Linked DNA regions of Gossypium hirsutum: all the other regions are linked to region 3. The links are chromatin contacts, called in public Hi-C maps. All regions are on one chromosome and are shown on one strand. Each heading gives the region's core, a stretch centred on a gene start, on an enhancer-like site or on the middle of the called end of the contact. The rest is flanking DNA. Distances are from core to core; before and after follow the strand shown. Region 1 holds the start of LOC121211306 (3-dehydroquinate synthase, chloroplastic). Region 2 holds the start of LOC121211363. Region 3 holds the start of LOC121211301 (ammonium transporter 2 member 3).

Evidence for each region. Hi-C and Micro-C count contacts between places; a contact is called where the count stands out from the background.
Region 1: a Hi-C map of leaf shows a contact between it and region 3, with 1.9 times the contacts expected there. The contact joins the promoter of LOC121211306 here to the promoter of LOC121211301 in region 3. A contact is called at or near these places in 3 of 34 Hi-C or Micro-C datasets (anther, leaf and petal).
Region 2: a contact with region 3 is called in a Hi-C map of leaf, with 1.9 times the contacts expected there. The contact joins the promoter of LOC121211363 here to the promoter of LOC121211301 in region 3. A contact is called at or near these places in 2 of 34 Hi-C or Micro-C datasets (both in leaf).

Annotation. Positions count from the first base shown.
Region 1 is chrA12:13,747,523-13,751,796 of Gossypium_hirsutum_v2.1, reverse strand. It overlaps LOC121211306 (3-dehydroquinate synthase, chloroplastic), which reads left to right and starts at 1,623. Exons shown (of 8, transcript XM_041083984.1): 1 at 1,623-2,124; 2 at 2,246-2,396; 3 at 2,500-2,667; 4 at 2,755-2,981; 5 at 3,279-3,402; 6 at 3,744-3,806; 7 at 3,883-4,026; 8 at 4,117-4,274. The coding sequence starts at 1,796. The coding sequence ends at 4,248.
Region 2 is chrA12:13,456,922-13,461,526 of Gossypium_hirsutum_v2.1, reverse strand. LOC121211363 reads left to right here and starts at 1,438. Exons shown (of 2, transcript XM_041084118.1): 1 at 1,438-2,116; 2 at 2,311-2,438. The coding sequence starts at 1,438. The coding sequence ends at 2,438.
Region 3 is chrA12:13,596,655-13,601,226 of Gossypium_hirsutum_v2.1, reverse strand. LOC121211301 (ammonium transporter 2 member 3) reads right to left here and starts at 2,659. Exons shown (of 3, transcript XM_041083974.1): 1 at 958-2,659; 2 at 575-860; 3 at 1-483. The coding sequence starts at 1,719.

The sequences.
Region 1 (4,274 bases), core at 374-2,873, 150 kb before region 3:
TATTATTATTATAAACAAAAAATTATTATTATTATTTTATAATTGTTTAAGTAATTTGTGACTTAAAGTAATTAATTGCATAAGAAGTTTAACAAGAAAGATAATTAAAAGCAAAAAAAAAATAGAAAATAAATATAAATATAAATTATTATTTTATTTTAATTATTTTATTTTTATATTTTTTTTTTTTTTTTTTATTTTAATTATGTTTAGGAAGTTGAATTTTTTTATTTTGTCTTTAATTTATTTCATATTATTTTTTATAATACATTTAAATAATTTAATCTCAAAAATTATTTCACTTATAAAAATAAATTATTATAAAAATTAAAAATATATTATGATAATATCATCCTTTAGATAAGTTGATTTTTAACAAAAGAATTAAAATATAAAATGTTAAAAATAATATTTAATATTAAAACTAAAAAAATGAAATTAATGTTTTAGCATTAAATTTAAAAATTAATAGTTAAATTCAATAAATTTAATATATTAAATCATAATTATTTTCATTTATTATCAGTATGCACATTCAAATTAAGTCAAATTGTAATATCAATTCTCAAAATCCTTTATCTTGGGAATTTAATATTTAATATATTTAAATAAAATTTTAAGACAAATTTGTTCTTTTACTTTTATTTAAACTCAAAATATGTGTTGAAAATAATTCATTTTCATTATAACTTAAAGCATTCAATTTAATCAATAAGTAATATCTTATTATTTTAATTTTTTTATTTAAATCGAGATTAACTCTATTATCAAATAAGAAAAATACAAGGAATTGATACACAATCAATGCAATATATAAAGAGATGTTACTACAAGAAAAACACACACGAATAATTTATTTCATGTTTGAAAATAATAATATTATTAAATACATGCTTTATTTAGATCAATTTTATCAAAAATTAAAGATTGAAGAATAAAAAGTATATATTTACAATATGTCAATCTTTTAAACATTTTCAGTATTCTACAATTAGTTAATTATGATTTGAAATTCTTTTATTTTTTTGAATAATATATATTTTAATCATTTTAATAATGATTACATATGGTAATTATATGAAATAAAAATATTTCATTAAATAATAAATATATAAATGCATACTTATATAAAAAAGAACTAGTAAATATAAAAAAAATAGAAGATTATTGAAAATTAAATTATATAAATGATATTTTTATAGGGATAAATATCAAAACTATCTATAAACTTTGATTAAATGTATAATGTCATATATGAACTTTAATTTTGTACGGTTTTAAATATGAAATTTTGTTGGATCTAATTTTCACAAATCACTAATAATATTATCAAATTAGCATAATTTTACGTTGATATATTACATACACAAATAATTATATTAATTCGATATAGAAATAAATGTAGGTATTCATTTCTTTAAGTACGTGTAGAATTGAATTAAAACTAAAGTTTTATATATACATGCAAACAACTATTTAATTTTCATGTATATAATTACATCAAATTAAAATTTATGTATCAAATTGCATATTAAATCAAAGCTCTCGTATAAATTTGATATTTATCCTTTTTTATAAATAAATTCTTAAAAAATTAAAAAATATAAAAATTCGAATTCCGTAAATCACAGCCGTATATGTGGTATTGCCACCAACCGTGAATCGTGTCGTCGTCCACCAACAGCTTCGCGTCTCACCTACCCACTCCTTTTCCTCCTTCAAACCAATGTTTCTCCCCAATCCTTCCCCTAACTAACAAACAATAAACCAGACAACCCCCCCCCCTTTCTCATCTATGGCCTGCGCCACTAACGCTATCTCTCTTTCTCTCTCTTCCAACCCCAACTCCAAATTGTCCTCTGACTTCATCCCCAAGCTTAATAAGCCCGTCAATGTTTCTCTTCGCGCTTCCACTTCCGCTGAGTTGAATCCCGGACGACTTTTTCTCTCCAGACCCATTGGACTCAGTCGCAGGAATTGCGCCAATGCAACTCCGGTGATGGATCAGTCAGTTGGTGAAAGGAGCTCTTCGGTCCCCACTATTGTTGAGGTGGATTTGGGTAATCGGAGTTATCCGATCTACATCGGCTCCGGGTTGCTTGATCAGCATGAGCTTCTTCAAAAGTTGGTTAATTTCATTCATTTGCTTCGATAACTTCTAGCTTTTTTTTCTTTTTTTTTTCTGCCAAGAGAATGCTTTACGTTGTTCGTCGTATTTAGTGTTAACGAGTTGTCGTTTCGATAGGCATGTTCATGGGAAGAAAGTTCTTGTGGTAACTAACACTACAATTGCTCCTTTGTATTTGGATAAAGTCGTTGATGCGTTAACAAAGGGAAACCCGAATGTTTCTGTTGAAAATGTGATACTACCTGATGGTGAGAAGTACAAAAACATGGTGGGTTTTCCACTTTTCCTCTCTGTTTTTTTGTTTCTTTGATTTGAAGCATTGTTGCTATTGAACTTGATGGAAGTAGTAATTGTAGTGGTTGTGCTTATAGGAGACTCTCATGAAAGTTTTTGACAAGGCCATCGAGTCCCGATTGGACCGGAGATGTACATTTGTTGCTCTTGGCGGTGGTGTGATTGGTGACATGTGTGGTTTTGCTGCTGCTGCTTTTCTTCGCGGTGTTAATTTTATCCAGATTCCTACTACTGTTATGGCGCAGGTCATTTCGCACTGATGGCTCATTTATGTATTGATCATCACATTGTGTGCAAACATTTCATGTTTTTAACTTTGTTCTAATAAGCAGGTGGATTCTTCTGTTGGGGGTAAAACTGGCATAAACCATCCTCTTGGGAAGAACTTGATTGGTGCTTTCTACCAACCTCAATGTGTGCTCATAGACACTGACACATTGAACACACTGCCAAATAGGGAACTGGCTTCAGGTCTGGCAGAGGTTATAAAGTATGGGCTCATCAGAGATGCCGAGTTTTTTGAGTGGCAGGAAAAGAATATGGAGAAACTGATGGCAAGGTATATGAAACTCATTGAATGAAATGTAATTAAACATTTGAATAGGTTGAAACTTGTTTAGAAATGTGAAGCTGAGAGGACATTTGGTAAGAACTGAAAATCAAAACGGGTGTTTTCAATTTGAGCTTTCGGGAATATACCTTGTATTATCCTTTGAAGTAGTTTCTTGATGTATGCCTTGTGCTTGTGTATAGCTCCTTGTCTACTTCAACCAATGATATTACACTCTGGTGCTTTCCTCACTATTGCAATCAATATATCTTGAAGCTGTATGTGATGCAGTGTTGATCATTACAGGGATCCTGATGCATTTGCTTATGCTATAAAGCGATCATGTGAAAACAAGGCTGAGGTTGTGTCACTAGATGAGAAGGAAAGTGGATTGAGGGCTACACTGAACTTGGGTCATACATTTGGTCATGTAAGTGTTATATGTGTTCTGCTATATTACATTTTAGCTTGCAAAGGGAATCGGATTTTTTCATTCTTGGTGCATTCATTTTCTTTTTTGGAGTTTTTATTTAATGGCCGCATGGTTTGAAATCCCAAAAAGGAACTTATGAAATGGTTTAAAATAGAATAAATATGAAGTTACAACTTGAGATTTTATGTTTTAACAGTTATTCTCTCTTTTGTATTCAGCTAGTGGTGAAGTTATCTTGTGTTTACATCTGTTAGAATTTGTACTTCATCTTGAAGGGATCTGTGTTTACTCCAGATTTTAAGAAATTTTTGTGCTGTTGTCTTCATGTTTCTTTCCAGGCAATAGAAACTGGGTTCGGATATGGAGAGTGGCTACATGGAGAAGCTGTTGCAGCTGGCACGGTAATGTGATTTTTATTGCATTTTGTTTTGATCTTCTTCCATGCCTGTACTAAACTTGAATCTATACTCAACTCAGGTTATGGCTGTTGACATGTCATATCGCCTTGGTTGGATTGACAGTTCAATTGTGAAACGGGTTACTGACATATTACAGCGGGCTAAGTTACCTACTGCTCCTCCTAAAACCATGACTGTGGAAATGTTCAAATCTGTCATGGCGGTAAGTGAACCAAGTTTTACTGTTCTGTATATCTCAAATTGCTTTCTCTGAACACTTGAGGAATATGTATGTATCATTTTGTTATGGTAGGTTGATAAGAAGGTGGCTGATGGGCTACTAAGGCTTATCCTTCTGAAAGGTCCTCTGGGAAATTGTGTTTTCACCGGCGAGTATGATAGAAAGGCCCTGGATGATACACTTTCTGCATTTTGCAAGTCTTAAATCCAGATTTTATTTGTTGATCTGTT
Region 2 (4,605 bases), core at 189-2,688, 140 kb after region 3:
CAACGTAATGTTAGAAAGATTGAAATTCTCGAAAGAAGAGTCGACTAGAGTTATAAGCACCAACACCGAAAACAATCTTCAAGGTTTTGAAGCATGGGCGGTGGGCAAAATAATGGCGATAGAAAAACCTAATAGAGAGGCGATGTGCAGGGTTCTAAGATCGTTATGGTTTACTAAATAAGCTGTACATTTTGTAGCCCTTAATGAAGGAGCAACACTAGCCAAATTTGGATGCCTGGAAAATAGAAACAGAATCCTCAACCTTATGCCATGTCTGTTTGATAACTGCCTTTTCGCCATGATGCCATTCATAAAGGGTAAAAAAAATTAATACTTATGCTTTTAACCTTTCTCCTTTTTAGCTGCGTATTTACAATATTCATTCGAAATATATGAATCGCCAAACTGCTCTAGATATCAAAAATGTTATAGGAGAACTAGTGGCGATCGACTGGAAAGATAGGAACGGGGGTTAGACCGAATTCTTGAGGTTAAAAATAAAAATCAATGTGTTATGTCCACTGCGAAGAGTTGTGAGGTGGGTGGGAATAGATGGGGTTGAAGTTATCTGTGCTCTAAAATATGAACAATTATTGGCATTCTGTTATGTGTGCGGACTCATCGGACATACAACAGGAAAATGTCCAAACAAAGAGGAAACCATCGATTCTAACAACTTGAACTTACAATATGGGATTTAGCTAAAAGTAAATACAGTGGCTCAAAACCAAGACAGAAGCATATGGAGAAATGGGATCGAGATAGTGGCAACTAATGGATTTCCAAATGAGGCAAATGATGAAAGCAAGATGGACACAAAGGATGAAAGTGAGAAAATATTGCAAAAAGGCAAAAGAAAAATGAGAGATTAGGACTTGACATCCAACTCACCCATGGATAAAAAAGCTCATAAGTCAGTGAGTGATGGCTGGGTTGATTCAAAAGTAAAAGAAAAAGGCAAAGAAGCTTGAATGGAGACCTTACGGAGGAAAGCCCATCCAAAATAGTGAGGCAAAAGTTATTGGATAATATCTCACCGTGTAAGGCGGCGGCTGGGGATCAACCCCGTCAATAAAAATCCTTGGTTGGAACTATTATGGGATTGGGAACTCTGCGACAGTTCGCGAGTTGAAGCAACTCCTTGTTGCTAACAATCCAGATGTTATCTTTTTATACGAAACTAAAGTTCATTCTAATAAGTTGTTTCATAGCTGTAGCAGTTAATGCGGTTAGCAAAAGCGGGGGTTTAATGATGCTTTGGAAATAAGGCATAAGAGTTGAAATCACGAACTACTCTAGGAACCGTATTGACTCCCTGATCCACTTTGACAATGACAACGCCATTAGGTTCACTGGTTTTTATGGGAATGCTGATCCAAATAATAGAAAAAGTTCCTGGGAATTGTTGAAGAGGGTGGGGAGGCATGTGAAGGAAATATGGATTATAGGGGGGATTTTAATGCAATCCTTAACAACTCAAAAAAGGAAGGTGGCAGGAGGAAGCCGAAAGCCTTGATGGTTGACTTTGATGAGATTGTGGATGAGTTATCTTTGGTTGATTTGAAGACTAACAATGGGTGGTTCACTTGGGTCAATAATAGGGAATGCATGACTATTGTTAAAGAAAGACTCGACCGCTTCATGATTTTGGCCAATGAAGTTACCAAATTCCCTTTCATTGAGACTAAGGTGATTCGTCAGTCGAATTCAGACCATGACATTAATTTGCTGGATGCCGAAGGCCGTAAGCTGAAAGTTGGGCTGAGAGATCCTAGGGTTATGTTTAGGTATGATTCTTACTGGGCGAAAGAAAATGAAGCTAAAAATATTATTAAAAATGTTTGGTATGATGACACAAAAGATATTATGGATAGAATAGAAAAGGTGGGTCAGGACCTTAAAGTTTGGCAGTATAAGAAATACAAAGAGATGAGCAGCCAGATTGGTAAGCTTAAATCCAAGATAAATAGTGTCATTGATAATCTTAGAAGGCTTTATAATGGTAACAGGCTCAAATCCATGAGGAAAAAGCTTGGGAATTTGATGGACAAAGAAGAGAAATATTGGGCTCAGAGATCAAGAGTAAATTGGTTGAAAGAGGGCGTTAGGAACACCAGTTCTTTCATGTAAGAGCTTCCAATAGAAGGAAAAAAAATAATATTGAGAGGCTAAAAGATATTCATGGGTATTGGAAGAACAACACCAAAGATATATGTACGGCGGCCAGGAAGTATTTTCAAAATTTATTTGGGTCAACTTTACAAACAAATGATGATCTAAATGTTGATTTTATTGAAAATTGCATTTCAGGGAAGATGAATGAGAAGTTGCTGGAAGAGTTCAAAGATGAGGAAATTAAGAGAGCTTTCAACCAAATAGACCTGAGGAAAGCCCCGTGCATTGATGGTTTGTCAGGTAATTTCTACAATGAGCATTAGGACGTGGTGGGAGTTGATATTTTAAAATTGTGCCATGAGATTTTAAGAGGGGATAAAAATGTAGACAGCCTCAATGAGATCGATTATTGTTCTTATTCCTAAAATAAAAAATCCTATTGATATGACTATTTCCGGCCGATTAGTCTATGCAGGGTGGTAGACAAAATTATTGCTAAAATTCTTGCTAACAGGTTGAAAGATACTCTTCCGAAGAGTATTAGCCAAAATTAGAGAGCCTTTGTACCCTGATGAATGATCTACGACAACATATTGATCTCCCATGAGCTAGTCTATTACCTTCAAAGTACTAAGAATGGTCCAAACAAGGTATTTGTAATCAAACTCTACATGAGCAAAGCATATGATCGGGTTGAGTGGAAATTCATTGAAGCGGTTATGATAAAAATGGGTTACGCGGAGGCTTGGGTGAAAAAAAGTTATGAGCTGTATTCGTTTGGTTCGATATGTCTTAAAATGCAACTCTAGCAGGCCTCATACAAGGAGACCCTCTCTCTCTATCTTTCTTTATTCTACATGGAAGCCTTTTTTAAATTGCTTAACCGAGCTTAGAATGAAAATATGTTAAAAGAAATTCGGGCTAGTATTAATGGGCTACATATTAATCACCTTTTTTTGTTGATAACGTACACATTTTCATTTGTAATAAAAAAAAGGATGTTGAGGAGATCATTAATATTTTAAAAAAGGTTTACAAGTATATCGGGAAAAAAGATTAACAATGATAAGTCTATGATCATGTTTTGTAACACCCCTTACCCGAGACCGTCTCCGGAATCAAGTACGAGATGTCATCCAATTTAACTTACCGATTCGGAGCATAAAAATTTGCTTTTAAAATTAAATTCACTGTTCATAACAACACTGTCTACCTGCGCAACTGTCACTAATTTAATTATAACTTGAGTTACGAAACTCAAAATTTAAATCTGTAAATTTTCTGTGAAACTAGACTCATATTCCTACTTACCATAAAATTCTCAGAATTTTTGACTTATCACATTAGTACAGTTTATTCATTAAAGTATCCCCTGTTTCACAGCTCGACAGATCTGACCTCTTGGCGCTAAAAATCAAATATATAATTGTACAGAATTCATATAAGGTTACAATTAATTTATTTTGAAAATAGACTCACTAAGGAATCTAAACATATAAATTATGACCTATAATTATTTCTGTACAATTTATAATGATTTTCTAAAGTTAGAACAGGGGACTTCAAAAACTATTCTGACCCTGTCTCACTAAAATTTAAATATCTCAAAATATAAAATTCATTTGCCTACACCGTTTCTTTCATGTAAAAATAGACTTGATAAGCTTTAATTCTATATATCATTCACCCTCTAATTCCATTTCTACTATTTATGGTGATTTTTCACATTCACGTCACTGCTGCTGTCAAAGAAACTGCTTCTTTGAATTAGTTACCATTTAAACATACATAACTCCAAAACATATTCTTTAATAACTACTTCAATAGCTAACATTAGCCATATCATTTGGACATGCTCAAAATGATTAAGACTCTATACATGCCATAGTTTAAACATTTTGAAAAGCACATAATACCGAGATGGTTATGATAGTGTGATACGAGCTCCGACGGTCCACTATTCGATCAAGTTCAAATCACTATAAAACAAAAGAAAGAAAGAGATGTGTAAGCTATAAATAGCTTAGTAAGTTACATGTAAACAATAATTACTCAATTAATAATTAACACTTTTAACATATAACTAATCAAAACATTTCTTAGCAATTTCAATCACTTACACATACACAATCTTACCAATTCACTTGCATATACATTTTCACACTTAACATTTCATATTCACTTTAATTCATTATTAATCCCGTTGAACACTTGGAATATACACGGATACGTAGAGATTTAGCACATAAGTGCCACATTGATATGTAGCCGAAGCTACCACTGATATGTAGCCATAGCTACCACTGAAATGTAGCCGAAGCTACCACTGATCAATAACACTGGAAATGTCCACGGGCCTGCTCACACAAGCTGTCAGGTGTCTGCAACACATGCTAGATCACCCAGCACCCGGGACTCACTGTAACACTGTAACACTGTAACACTGGTCTCTAGTGACATGTCACTTGTATCCAATTCTATTCCTAAGTT
Region 3 (4,572 bases), core at 1,410-3,909:
TACAGAGACGGCGAGGTTTCGGCATCCGTTCACCATCTCCCCACAGTGCATAAGCTTCCTCTCCATGCACCGCATCATCCCCTACCTCAAGATCCTCTTCATCCATTCTTAAATTAACAATGCGGCTTATAACAAGGCAAATGATGCTAGTAACAACAGCATTCCATGCAGCGATGAATATGGCACCTACAAACTGATAAGCCATTTGTTTGAGGCCAGGGTGGATATGTCCCCCGCTGTGGAGTAAGCCTGGACCATATACGTCATTTCCATACATCAAGTTCAGAAGCTTGGGTTTTGCAAAGAGACCGGAAAGGAGTCCTCCTAAAACACCAGCCACTGCATGTGTATGGAACACCCCTAATGTATCGTCCACACTTTGGAAGAAGGCTGATTTTCTGTGCAAAATCATCATTGTGTACCATGGAATTGATCCCGACATCACACCCATTAAGGCCGCTGCCCATGGATCCACAAGCCCTGCTGCCCCATGCATATATCAGATGTTAAAAGTGAAACAAACCTGGAGAAAGATGACTTAATGTTTGTGATATGTGTTTGAGTGAAGGCTAACCTGCACCAGGAGTGATGCAAACAAGTCCCGTGATCATCCCCTGGACTGCACCGATGACCGAGCTCTTCTTGTACACAACCATGTCTAAAGCAAGCCAGACCAAGAGGCTGGTGGCGGTGCAGATATGTGTGTTTATTACGGCTAAAGATGTGACCAGCCCTGCTGAAAGTGGAGATCCTCCATTGAAGCCAGTCCATCCCAACCACAGAAATCCAGCACCTCCTAAAATCTGAATTATGTTGTTGGGTGGAAAGTGCTGTCTGTCATGCGAATGTCTAGGTCCCACCTGCAATCACCATGTTTGTTTATGATGACGTGACAATTTCTATGTAGCAAAAAAAGGATCCAATATCTAATGGACTGAATTGGTATACGAATATTACCCAATATGCGGCAGTAAAACCAGCCACCCCAGAAGAAAGATGGATGACATATCCACCCGCATAATCAATGATTTTGTGTTGAAGAAATCCATATCCCCATATGGTGAATGCCCCTACGCTATATGAAAAGGTTAACCACAAAGGAACAAATATCATCCAAGCGTAGAAGTTCATCCTCCCAAGCAATGATCCAGCCAGCAAAATCACTGTGATGGCAGCAAAAGCGAACTGGTAAAATACATAATCAGCATTTGGCAGCATAGAATGAACATGCGTTGGTCCCAGAAGAAATACGTTGGACAGTGAATTAACGGGCTTTCCAACCAATGGGCTGTTTTTATAGTATCCGAAAGACATCTGATGTGCCCATAAAACCCAGCAAAGTAGAGCAGCGGCAAAGGCGTAGAGGGCCATGAAAGCTGAGTTGACAGCCCATTTCTTCTTCACCATGCTCCCATACAGCATCACTAGCCCTGGAACGCTTTGCAGGCCAACAAAGGACGTTGCTGTCAGTTCCCATGCATTGTCTCCTTTGCTAAGCCATTCAGGTGATGCTTCATCAGGAACAAGACCTGAAGGGAGAGACCATGACTGATAGCCCTCGAAGCTCATAAAGAGAGATGGGAATTTTCTCTTTTTTGAAATTTTGGACATACTTGGGGGTGTTTTGAGTATAAAGGGCAACCATTTTTGGAGTTTTCTTTGACGTGAAACATTGGAATAATCCCCCATCAATATAATATTATATGAATACACTAACATTCTTCGTTGTCTTGACTAGCTGGCTATGAATATTCATTTGAGAAATAATTAATTGGATTTAGAGGTGAAAAAACGTTCATGTTCGCCGATAGTAATGAAAGGTCGTTGACATAACCAGAACAAAACATTGTTTGATATGCACCCAAAATGAAAGCATCCGCCACAGCGGACAACACAACGATCCGTTGGACACATCACATTTTACGTTACATATAAGCAATATCACCTAAATCAAGCAGACAGTATCGAAGCTAGAGGAATTTTAGCTTTGGTTGCCATGTAAAGTAAAATGAATATTAAAAAAAGAAAAAAGAAAAAACAAAATGTACAATTCTCTTCTCTGGTACGTGTACTTAGTGTAATTAACCTCAACTCCAACTCCAACTCCAACTCCAAGCAGCAAAGCAAATACAGCCATACTGGATTGAAACAAGGGTTTCCAGTTTCTAAAAAGAGTGTGTCTGATTGCCTTGCCTTGCCTATTAATGTTGCTGTCTGTCCGTCCCAGATAGAGATTCCGTCATTAATGATGCTGGTAGCTGTTGCACAGAGTATTACGGTCATGGCATGGGCTATATCTCTCAACCTCTGCCTTCTTGCTTCAACCACCGCCCATGTGATCACCTTAAAGGACAAAACTTCCGCTACCTATACGACATCCATATCCACATGTTCATATTTAGCTGGAGTTAATTTGAGAGGTAACACAGGTCATTTTAACCCTTAATTTCCATCCTAGACGACAGAACGGTCCTTCTGCAGCGTTGTATAGTATGTGTTAGGAACTGATTAGTCAAAGAAAAAGAAAGAGAGAAACATGGATAAGATGGGACAATGGGAGGGAGAATAATGGATTTAAATGCAATGGGCCAACTTTTCTGCTTTGGTAGTAGAGGGTTTTAAATGCTCTTTGCAGACACCCCTCTCACTCTCCTAAATCCCCCCACCCACACATTCGTACTCCCCCTCAGCTCTCTCTCTCTCTCTCTCTCTGTTTTATTTGCTCTCTTTTTTAACCCATCTTTCCTCCCAATATGCTTCACTCTTCTCTGTTTCATTCCTTAATGTTTTATTTAGGGATCCATCCAACGCTTTCTTCCATGCTTTAACATTTCATGGAATAGTAACTGTGATATTGGCCTGGTTCACTCAGACATGAAACAAGGCGCAGTTTTTGATCTCTCAGAAGAGTTGAAGCATCAGTGGTTTTGGTCTGATTGAGCCGTGCCAATATCTTAAGTACTGTTTCAAATCTCCGAGGTTCCACTCTTTTAAAGCGCAAGATGAGCTACCACAAAGGTTTGCTCTTGTCCATCAACTGATGATATTGTAACATATCCTAGGCTCCTAGCTATTGGTTTTACAACAAGTTTAAGCTATACTTTTTATTTACCTTATGCATTTGAGGGCTTTGATTCTGGCTATAAATTAAGATAAAACAGAAACAGAAACAAATTTCAGAAAGAGAAAAAGAAATACCCGGTGGACGGATGCAGCTGCACCCATCTCTGAAGCTGACATGGGACAGGGGAACATTAGGTTTCTTAAAAAATAGTATCATCAGATTGAGTAATAGTTTGTTGTAAAGTTTATAAGATTAAAATGGGTTGTTAGATGAAGAATGTCTAGAAAATAGGAAGGAATTGAAAGTCCGAGGGTAATGTTAGTGTTACCCATAATTTCAACCCTTAATATATATTGCATAGCCTTATAGCCTATGCTCTAAGAAAAGAGGGGGTCTACCCTACAGTCTATCTCTATATGTTGAGGGTTTCCATAAGAAGTATTATAACTGCAACTTGTTTTAAATATCTTATACAGCTGCTGATGTGATTAATGGCACAATCAAGCCTTATCTAACAGATGATACCTTTGTCTCTAGGCATGGCCACGTGTGTGGCCGTTACTAATAAGCCCCCTTTGTATTCAACTCAGCCTTGCCCTTTAGGCCTGCCTGCTTTGTCTACATAACACCTTATTTGTTAGTGTCACAAGAGTTGTAAAATTTTATATTATGATTAAGTCTTAGGGAGATTTGATTAAGTCTTAGAGAGATTTGTTAGCTTTTTAGTAGAAGTAAGAAGCTAGATGTTGTTATCTTGTTAATAGGAGTAAAAAACTAAAATTTGATTGAGTTTATTACTTGGGACATGTATATAAGTGTTGCTTGGTTAATGAATTCAATCATCCTTTCTATTCTTATTTTCTTTGCTTCTAGTAGTTCTCTGCTAAACCAATAGTGGTATTGAGAGCTCTTTTCCTTAAGGGACATGTGAGAAAAGTTCTGTGAGAGTTTTGAGAGAAAAATTGAGAGATACACTTGTGAGGTATTGAGGAAAATGGGATCAAGATTAAGTAATCTATCTATCTTAGCCCCTCTTGTGTTTGATGGAGAGAACTATCAAGCATGGTCTATGAGAATGCAAGCATACAAGGAGGTTTGTGATTATTGGGAAGCTGTCGAGGAAGACTAAAGTGACTCCACTTCCCAACAATTCAACTATGAACCAGATCAAAATGCACAAGGAGAGAACCAGTAGGAAGGCTAAGGAAAAAACTTGCCTTTATGCTTTGGTTTCACCAGCCATATTTAATAGAATTATGGCTTTTGGATAAGCAAAAGAGATATGAGACTATCTCAAGGCTGAGTATCAAGGAGATGAGAGGATCAAGGGTATGAAGGTGTTGAACTTGATTCAAGAATTTGAGAGGCTACAGATGAAGGAGTTTGAGTTAATCAAAGAATACTTTAACAAGTTGGTGGATATTGCTAACAAGGTAAGGGTTCTTGGGACTGAGCTCTCTAATTCTAGACTGGTGCAGAAAGTATTAGTCTCTGTACCTGAGAAGTAT